Linked DNA regions of Mus musculus: region 1 is linked to region 2. Evidence: chromatin contacts called from public HiChIP or PLAC-seq data. All regions are on one chromosome and are shown on one strand. The core of a region is the stretch at or near the end of the contact, and the rest is flanking DNA. Distances in the headings are between cores, read along the strand shown.

Evidence for each region. HiChIP or PLAC-seq counts read pairs in DNA pulled down with a chosen protein or histone mark.
Region 1: an H3K4me3 HiChIP or PLAC-seq map of embryonic forebrain shows a contact between it and region 2, with 6 times the contacts expected there. The contact joins the promoter of 9030622O22Rik here to the enhancer-like site in region 2. A contact is called at or near these places in 2 of 39 promoter capture datasets (both in embryonic stem cells), 1 of 484 Hi-C or Micro-C datasets (embryonic stem cells), 4 of 115 datasets of contacts at active chromatin or transcription factors (embryonic forebrain, embryonic midbrain, embryonic stem cells and 1 more) and 1 of 9 other capture datasets (embryonic stem cells).

What each region holds. Positions count from the first base shown.
Region 1 is chr2:148,038,171-148,042,718 of GRCm38.p6, reverse strand. 9030622O22Rik (a long non-coding RNA gene) reads left to right here and starts at 2,233. Exons shown (of 13, transcript XR_866820.3): 1 at 2,233-2,578; 2 at 4,480-4,548.
Region 2 is chr2:146,955,787-146,959,985 of GRCm38.p6, reverse strand. Kiz (kizuna centrosomal protein) reads right to left here. Exons shown (of 14, transcript NM_001033298.4): 12 at 3,690-3,786. Among named protein-coding and RNA genes, the nearest start is that of Xrn2, 55 kb to the left of the region's middle. Within about 2 kb of position 1,320, at least 66 of the 459 cell types and tissues checked have an H3K27ac peak or open chromatin away from gene starts, as enhancers often do. A contact at or near this core is called in embryonic forebrain, where this site is marked.

The DNA.
Region 1 (4,548 bases), core at 984-3,483, 1.1 Mb before region 2:
TCAATATTGCTGCTTACCCAACATTTTATTTAAATATCATAATTGACTCAATTGTCCTGTTAGAGCCACTGTTTCGTTGTCCTCCTGATGTTTGTCCACCTAGCCACACCTCCATCTTTCCTCCTTAAATGCTTTTCAGAGTGTATGGGAAGACAACCCCTAACTGATGCAGTGACTACAGCAGTAAACACAACAACATTGCTCACACAACAACATTGCTCATGGTCACTTTTTAATTTTTGAAGTTAATATTACTAAACATGACAGAACACATAAATTCTTGATGGACCATCCCAGCATCTTTATTCATACTGCTATTTTTATTAAGGTGCAGAGATTGGAGAGAAGGTCTCCTTAAATGGCCCTGACTGGCCTGGGACGCATTATAAAGACCAGGTTTTGGTCCTGCCTCTGCCTCCCCAGTGCTAGGATTACAGACCTGTTGTGCCTCTTAGCCCAGCTAAAGTCCAGTAGTTTTAGTTTTAAAGCCAGAAGCAAAGGCACTCTCTGAGTGCACATACATTAATTTTCCACCTGAGTTACTGGGAGATGCGCTGATGTTGAGGCCCCTTGGGTTCTCGAGCTGGATATGCTCTAGAAAGGCAGAAGTTTACAGTTTTTTTAATATCAGGCCTCCTTTCTAGTCAGTGAACTTAGACTGGGTTTACCAATTTTGGTGCATGGCTCTTCCAGCTACTTGAAGCATTGCCCCCCCTAGACCTTCCTGTGCCATTGAGACTACCTGGCTCTAGGTTGTGCCGGGAGGGCAGCCTGTCTCAGTCTCACAGGTGTTATCCAGGTATTGGGAAACCTTGCTAGGCTAGGAACGATGAGCCACCTAATCTGGGGAAACATTTTAACATTGGGAATTGGGTATAATTGCATAGTTAAGGGTAACCCCCAAATCTTTTATTAAGAAGTTATTCTGTGGGTGGGGAGATAGGGAGGGATGGAAGGGTGCCCTGAGCAGCTTAGCAAATGACTCCCAAAGTAGTGAAATCCCAGTGTCTCAGGAATGGTGTCTCCCTTCTACCAGCCAGGGCAAAGCTGTTTGTTAGCTTAGGAAGCTCCTATAGGCAAACCACACTTGAGGCCCAGGGACTGAATGGGTATTTTGTGAGCCTCCAGGAAAATACAAAGACCCCAAATAAAACCTCACCAATCATTTCCACCACTCTGCAGATTTTCCAAATTGACGGGTAACTGTAGAGGAGGTCGTGTTTTGCAAAAGGAGCCTCCTCACGCTGACCTGCATCTCCTGCCCTTGAAGCTGTCCCTCCCGCCCGCCCCCAGTCTGACTTTCCATAGGCCATTCCCATGGAAAGAAACATAAAAGAGTTATGTCTGTTAAAAACCCAAGCAGGCATCAGAGGTGTTTCTACTAAGGGACTGCTGCTTAGCCCCGACATCTTGCTATGCCTAATTATTGCAACCTGGAATGTCCCACAAGAACCTCAGCCTGACCTCCTCTCTGATCCATTTCTGCCACTGCTCATCTCCATCCCTCCTCCGCAGGCCTGGCCTTCCTTTGCTCGTGTGTGTGTGTGTGTGTGTGTGTGTGTGTGTGTGTGTGTGTGTGTGTGCGTGTGTGCGCGTCTTCCCCCAACCCCCACCCCCAAAATCCTATTTTAACAAGTCACATTGTTCCTCAGAACACAAGGAAGAGAAATTGAAGGAGGAGGGATTCGCAGGCCGCGGCCAGCAATCAGGCCTTCTCTTTGCTGGGCCAGGACACACACGTCGCGAGCCCAGCCTGAAATGTGTTTCATTATCACATAAAAGGCTCCTGTGGCGAAGGAGCGGAGAGGCAGGGCTGGGGGCCGAGTGGGGGGGACAATGGAGACTGAAAGCGCTGCCCTAACCTGCTATGTTTCTTATCGCTCGCCCATTGTTCGAGGGTCGTTTTAAACTACTTAGTGCGCCCCCTCCACTGATCCCTGCCGATAAGATATAGTTCTGTACGAATACATAAAAAGGTTGTCGGGGAGCTGCGCCCTCTGAGACTTTTCGGCCCTTCTGGTGTCTTCCTCACAGACCACGTCAGCTTTCCCCCCCCCCCCGGGCCCCCCCAGTTCCAAGTTTAGGAGCTCAGGGATCCCTCCCTCCACCCCAACTCGATGCATTGCTGGGTGCAGCGGCTCTCCCCCTTCTCTTTTTCTTCCTGTTGCCCGCCGCCTTCCTCGCGCTGGGGTTTAAGCAACCGTGATCTGTGAATAAACAAAGTCAGTAAACAACCGAAAAAAACATTCTAGATCCGAATTCCAGGAGGGTAAACTTTTCATGCCACGTCACACTTCAGCAAATTTGCACAGATATTATATTGCCTCCCCCTCCTTTATTATTCTTTTTTTTCCAGGATCCCATTGTACTTAACTGAATTTTATAACGCTGATCGATATCTTGGTAAAATATTCATTTTTAAACTAGCGGGCAGTGAAATCTTTGCTTTGTGTGCTAAAGTCAACAGTCGCTCGGTTTGAGCTCAAATAAATGCAGGGATGCCTCGGCTGGGAGCAGTCCGCCGCCTCCCTCCGAGCGCAGGACGCTCCGACGCCCGCTTGCCCGCAGGCCACCGCAGGTAGGGAGAGCACCCACTCGGGGGCCACGCCCGGGCTCCCCGCACAGAGTCCGCCCCCCACTCGGGTCCACACGCCTACCCTCCCCCAGTCGAGCTAGCTCGTGTGCCTCTGAGAGGACTGGGAGGTGCACCCAGCTCAGGAAGACCCAGGAGGTTGGGGAATAGTGTTTTTGCAGGGGGTGGGAGATTCGTGACTGCACGGCCACTTAGAAAAACCAGGAGTCTAGGAGTTTAAAACTCTCGCAGTTTCGGAGTTTGGTTCCTGAGGCGATGAGAAACCCAGACACTGCAGTCACTCCAACTGGAGATTCGAACAGGGAGCTGCTAGTTTCATAAGAGCTGGGGTGCGCGTGTGGTGGGGGAGCGTGAGCGCGCCCTTGGCCTCACAATCTATGGTCGGGGACCGCCGGTTTGTGCGTGAATCTGGGGGGATATGGAGGAGGAGGAGCGGAGGCCACAGAGTGCAGGGAGCTTACAGCTCTGAGTGTGTTCTATGCTGTTTCCCAGATCCCGGCAGACTAGGGCACCTCCAAACCCCTGCAGGGAAAGAGAAAGCGCCTTTCCTAAAAGCCGAGTCACTTTAGTTCGCAAGAAGCACTGGCGTTTACGCAGTGGAGAGCCACTGGGGTCACGAGCTGGGTCCTGGAGAGAAAGTCAAAGCGTGCCGCGGGTCGTCTATCATCCCAGTCCCATTACAAGCCAGTCGCACCGCCTTGTTTTAGGAGCGTGATCCGGTGTGTTGCACTTGCGCGTGTAGGGGTCCTAGAACAGGACTTTGGAAGATAGACTAGGCTCAAGCGCTTCTTTCCGCTGCCTGCAGGAAGGTGCCAACCTCACCTCACTAGTTTCCACTGTAGCCTGCTGAAAATACAGTACCCTAAAGTTCTGAGGACAGGGTTCAGAAAAGACCTCTTTGGGGACAGAGAGGTGGCTCATCAATAGGCGATTTGACTTGTAAGAGTAAAGCCCAGGAATCGTTGCTCACCGGTGGGGTGGTTGTGGAGGCGGAGGTTGGGGAAGAAAAAGGAAAAAAAAAAACTATCTTTACTACTGTCTATCTGTCCCGCTCATTATTTCTTAAACCCTCGTTCTCCGTCTTTGCCTTAAATGCCCGGCAATGGAAGAAACCCACTCCCAGTTGGGTTTCCCCTATCACCCTAACTGGAAACCATTCTAGGCTGCATTGCCATCTGCAGATGGGGAACCCAGTATGCTGAAATGGTCCAACCGGCCCTCTGGATCGATGCTATGAGGGCATCTTCGAAAGTGGGGCCTAGGCACACCCTTTTGTGCTGCTCTGGTATCCGGACACTGCAAGCCAACTCGAACACCTCCGTAGCGCTCCAAACCGGGCTCTGCCTAGCGTGGCTGGTGCCTTCCCTGGAACGAGAGGGAAAGCCTGCCGGACGTTAGGCGAGGCTAATCGTTTTTAAATAATTAATGCCTCCCCATTCCGCTGGTAATGCAAGGCCTCGAATCCGTCAATTACTTGTCATTAGACGAGTGTCGCCCCACGGCCTTCCCTCGAGCCTTTGATGGCGCCGGGTCACCTAGCCCAGCCCACTCTACGGCGGAATTAAAAGGTGCCCGGCCTTTGAGAGCCGGTGCGGACTAGCCATGGCCCCTCAATTCTGTAAAGAGTTTTGAAAGAAAGACCCTCGGTGAAGAGATGTAATCTTTCAAATGGCCAATTTAAACGCCCGATCTTTATCGCCTTCCTCCTCCCGGCTTTATACAGAAAAAGGCAGTTCGTTGTGCTTTGGGGGGCTTTTAATGTGGAAGTGGGACGCGGGGGTGGAGCGAGAGATAAGGCTTAATAGGGCATAGGGGAAGGCGTTTGCCCCTGGACTTACCTGGAAGTACCTTGAAGCTACTGTCTATTTTTTTTCCTTCCCCATAAGCCTAAGGTGTGGGGAAGGCTCCCTCTCTGGAGGAGCAGGTCGGAAGACCTCGGTGCAAAAGCAGGGACC
Region 2 (4,199 bases), core at 71-2,570:
TTTCTGTGGATTTGTAATCAGTATTAAAATTTTTCAAATAGCATCTTTGGCTGGATTTTCTTTCCTTCAAAAATAGACATTTTTTTCTGGGAAAAATGTAGGAGAAAAAGTAATCCAGAAAGAAACGAAAGTATAAATAATAACCATACCAACAAATCTCCACAAATACCAATCTTAAATTTTAAAGGTCGCCAAAGTCCGAGGCTGTTTAAATTGACAAAGTCTGAGCGCCCCCTGATGGCCAGTTGGAGCTCCTACAGCACGTGCTGTAATTTTTGCTGTCCTTGGGCCAGCTAGTTTACTTCTTCCCGTCAAATAAAGTGACTTTTCTTAACTGTAAGGTCAATGCAGATTTCCTAAGCTGGAGATGGAGATGTGCACTTTATAAAGGTACATGAAGGACTGCCAGAAAATTTTCGTTTTTACTTCAATGGACAATTAGTATCTAAGTATCTTTATACCGCTCCAGGGAAAATAAATGACCAGACAAGAAAGAAAAGCTGCGGCCACCAACTGATTATCAGCTGCACGCTGGCGCCCTCCGCTGGCCGATCCCATGGCTGCAGGGCTGGCAAGAAATGCCACCCACGGTGGCCCTGTTAAGGGGTGCGGGTGGTCCGGTGACTTTTAGTACCTTTCCCCTAGGCAATTATGCTGCAAGCACACACTCTTTTCTTTCAGCAAAAATCTTATCTTGATTCAACCAGAAGGCCGGAGTTACAAGGGAACCCGTAAGCTGAACTTACAAGGGAGCTGTGAGGATACACTCTCCATTGAATAAATGGATCCTGGAGAGTGAAGCCGCTTCCTGGGGAAGGTAAAGAGAGACAATGTTTGCAGAGGAGAGGAAGCTCTGGCATGCACCCCGGAACAAAAGGGAACAAGTGGTCTTTACTCGGAGAACAGCTTCCTATTAGGACTCACTCCTTCGTACATCATGCCTTTCATCCCCACTCAACCACAAAATGATTTTACTGAAGCAAATACAATGGTAGAAAAAGATTTACACTGAAAGAATCTTTAATAATAAACTGTTGCCGATCGGCCTACTTGCCCGTGATTTATAATACAATAAACATCGGATTCTATTACGGCTCACACACTGAAGCCTCTGCTCTGCAAAACGGAATCTAAAAGCGCGGGGACGCCGCCACCGTCACAATGAAATGAGCATGTATAAATGTGCTAAGAGTATCTCTTTGCATCTTTTATAGCTTGTGTGTATTAATCTGTAACGCTTATTAAGAAAGTCATTGCTATGCAAAGCAGCACCCAATCCCTTTCTCTGGCTTTTCAACAGAGTGCACTGTTTAGCCAATAGGAGGGACCCTCTGGCCCTCATTCTGCATTCATCACAGGCAACATTTACACAATGTATCTCTCAAAGGCGGCTGAAAAGAAGGCCTTAATACTCATGTAAACAACTGCAAACCAATTACTTAATGAATCAGGCCCACACATAATGAGGTGCAGACAAAGAGCTATAAATGCATTTTTGCGCCCAAGCCCCTGCTTTAAAGTAAAATCCCTCAGCTGTAGTTTGGGCTTAACTAGCACATCATAATTATTGTCTCTAGGACATCAGAGGAAGCCATTTTTTTTAAAGGTCCAACAGGGTCTTTTTTTTTTTTTTTTTTTTTTTTGAGATTGCTCATCAGCTCACTGACAAAACAGAGCAAAGAAGAATTTTTAAAAGTGCTACAGCAGCGTAGCACTGTTATGTTTATTCTCAAGTACTGGGTTTCGAGACCACTTGTAAAAGCAATAAAGCACAAGGAGTGACTGCAGTAAGTGGGATCCTTAAATGTAAGCCTCTAAGAAATTTCAGCAAAGCCAGGCACAAACAGCAAAACCTGAGCTCTCCAAAGCCCAGGGTGGGGTATTAACAATAAGAGACCCAGCACAAGAACCAAACTGTGCAGAACAGCACACCAAGCCACACTCACCGTTCAAAGCCTTTCATGCTAGATTACTATCAAGTGTCCAGAACTGAGGGTTCCTGGAAGACCTTTTAGTGGGTTTCTTTTTCTTAAAGGGGCCTGATGAGATTACTTATGATTTATTTGAAAATTAATTTCATACAGAAATATAATAACAAGAGGCTCCATACTTTAATTTGTAGAAAAACAATTTCTATTTTTCCTCTGTCGAACTGGGGCCAGGTATAAATGACCAGGCTGAGAAAGTGTCCTATCTGATCCTATTATTTTCTAAGTGTGTTTAAGAACTTCTCAAAGGACCTACATAAAGAACTTGTCTTAATGCTAGGCACTAGTGGTGCTTGCCTTTAATACGGATCTCTGTGAATTTGAGGCCAGCCTGGTCTACAGACTGAGTTCCAGGACAGTCAGGGCTATACAGAGAAACCCTGTCTCAGTGTGTGGGATGGGGACTTGTTTTAATGTTTTTAAAACATAATGGGGACAAATACTTCTGACAGTCTTAAAAACTAAAGGGATACATTTTTTAAGCCAAATGGTAACATTAAAACTGGAAACTATCTGTAGAATTTACTGACCTTTAAAAATCCTCTTAAAAGACACACAACTTGAATTTATTGTATAACCCACCGATATAGTATTCAACACTCTCCCAAACCCAGTAAGTTCCTACTTTCTCAAAAATACAAACAAAAACCTGGTATTAAAGGTAATTTCTTATAAACAAGAACGCATTTTGGATACTCATCAAGTTTTGAGAAACTTAACCCATCCAAGTAGCCCAGGTCCTAAAATACTGCCATGCTTCTGTAAAATACAAATGAACAGATTTTTTTCCCCCATTTTCATTTCCTTTTAATATGACATTTCTGGATTAGATCATTTTGTTATTTGGACATTACACAAGGCAGAAGCGATGTAAAGGTCATGTTTTAACATTTTAGCAGGGTCAAGTAGTAAATTCAAAGGTATGCAGTCATCTAAAGGACACTTTTTTTAACGAGCAATGCTACTGCAAAGGAGACCTGCCAGGCTGTTTGAAATAGTATTTAGTCCAAAGTAAAAGAGTAGGCGCTGCATCAGGCAATTGTTTAGCTTCACATTATGAATGTTTCCTAAGTGACTTGAAGTCACCGCATGATCACTATCGATGCTGATGGCAAATTCAGCACAGAACTTATTATAGCTCACAAAACTTGCAAAAAGTGTTACATTTTAGCAAGTGTGAAAAGATACATTCTGTCCTTTAAGGGGAGTAAGCAAGGACACATAAGAAAGGAGTGAGTAATGTGGCTGGAAGACTTGCTTAAAAAAAAAATCCATACATAAAAAATAATACAGAGCAATTGCCAGTCGGTCGTCTATCAATTGTCTCAGAAAGAAGAAACATGCCACTTTATTTCTCTTAAGGCCTGATGTCTTCTCCCTGCCCTTTTCCTGACAGCCTCCTTTGTGTGGTCTCTAAGCAGTCCTACTGCGAGCAGCTGTAGACGCTAATTTGTGGTTCACTGAGGTGTCAATTGAGTCTTAAACCGAGGAAACAACAGCTGCAAAACAATACTTGGCTCTGGGGCAAATATTTTCAAAGGTAGACTAAAGTTTCGGCTGTTATTTTATATAAACAAAAAACCCAAACCATAACCCTCCATCAAGTCACACACAAAATAACACACAGCCAGGGCTGAACTCATTGCGTAGTGACATTTCTCATCTTGTTACTGCTATTCAGAAAGGGTTTCACGACTTTACCTTGACAAAGGACTTCCTTCACTAGATGAAAAACTAGCTTCCGAGGCGATTTTGTGGGCTGTCTTTGTTGTGAACATGCTGCCACCAATATCCAGACCTGTGACAACCACAGCCAAGGGGAGTGAGAGTTAGCCACCACAGTCTGAGACACATGCACACACAGTCTCCCAGAAATTCTGGAAACTCAAGAGGAAGATCCTGTTCATGCCACAGAAGGTGTTGGGGCTTCTAGGCCCAGAGACAAACTACTCATAGAACACTGAAAAGAAACGGGGAATTTTCTTTTTCTTTTTTTCTTTTTTTTGCTGCAAACTGCAAGAGGATTTTTATTCAAGAGTGCTCTCGGGCCCACGGTCATACACCACGCAGGGGTAGAGGACTGTGGCGCGGGAATTTTCTTTATAACACTAAAAATAAATGAAATGAAATGGAAAACAAAGCTATAACCACCCACAGCGCTCAGCTTTATTTCTCACTTTAACCACTCTGTCCCTTGCTGTAGTCTGGGAC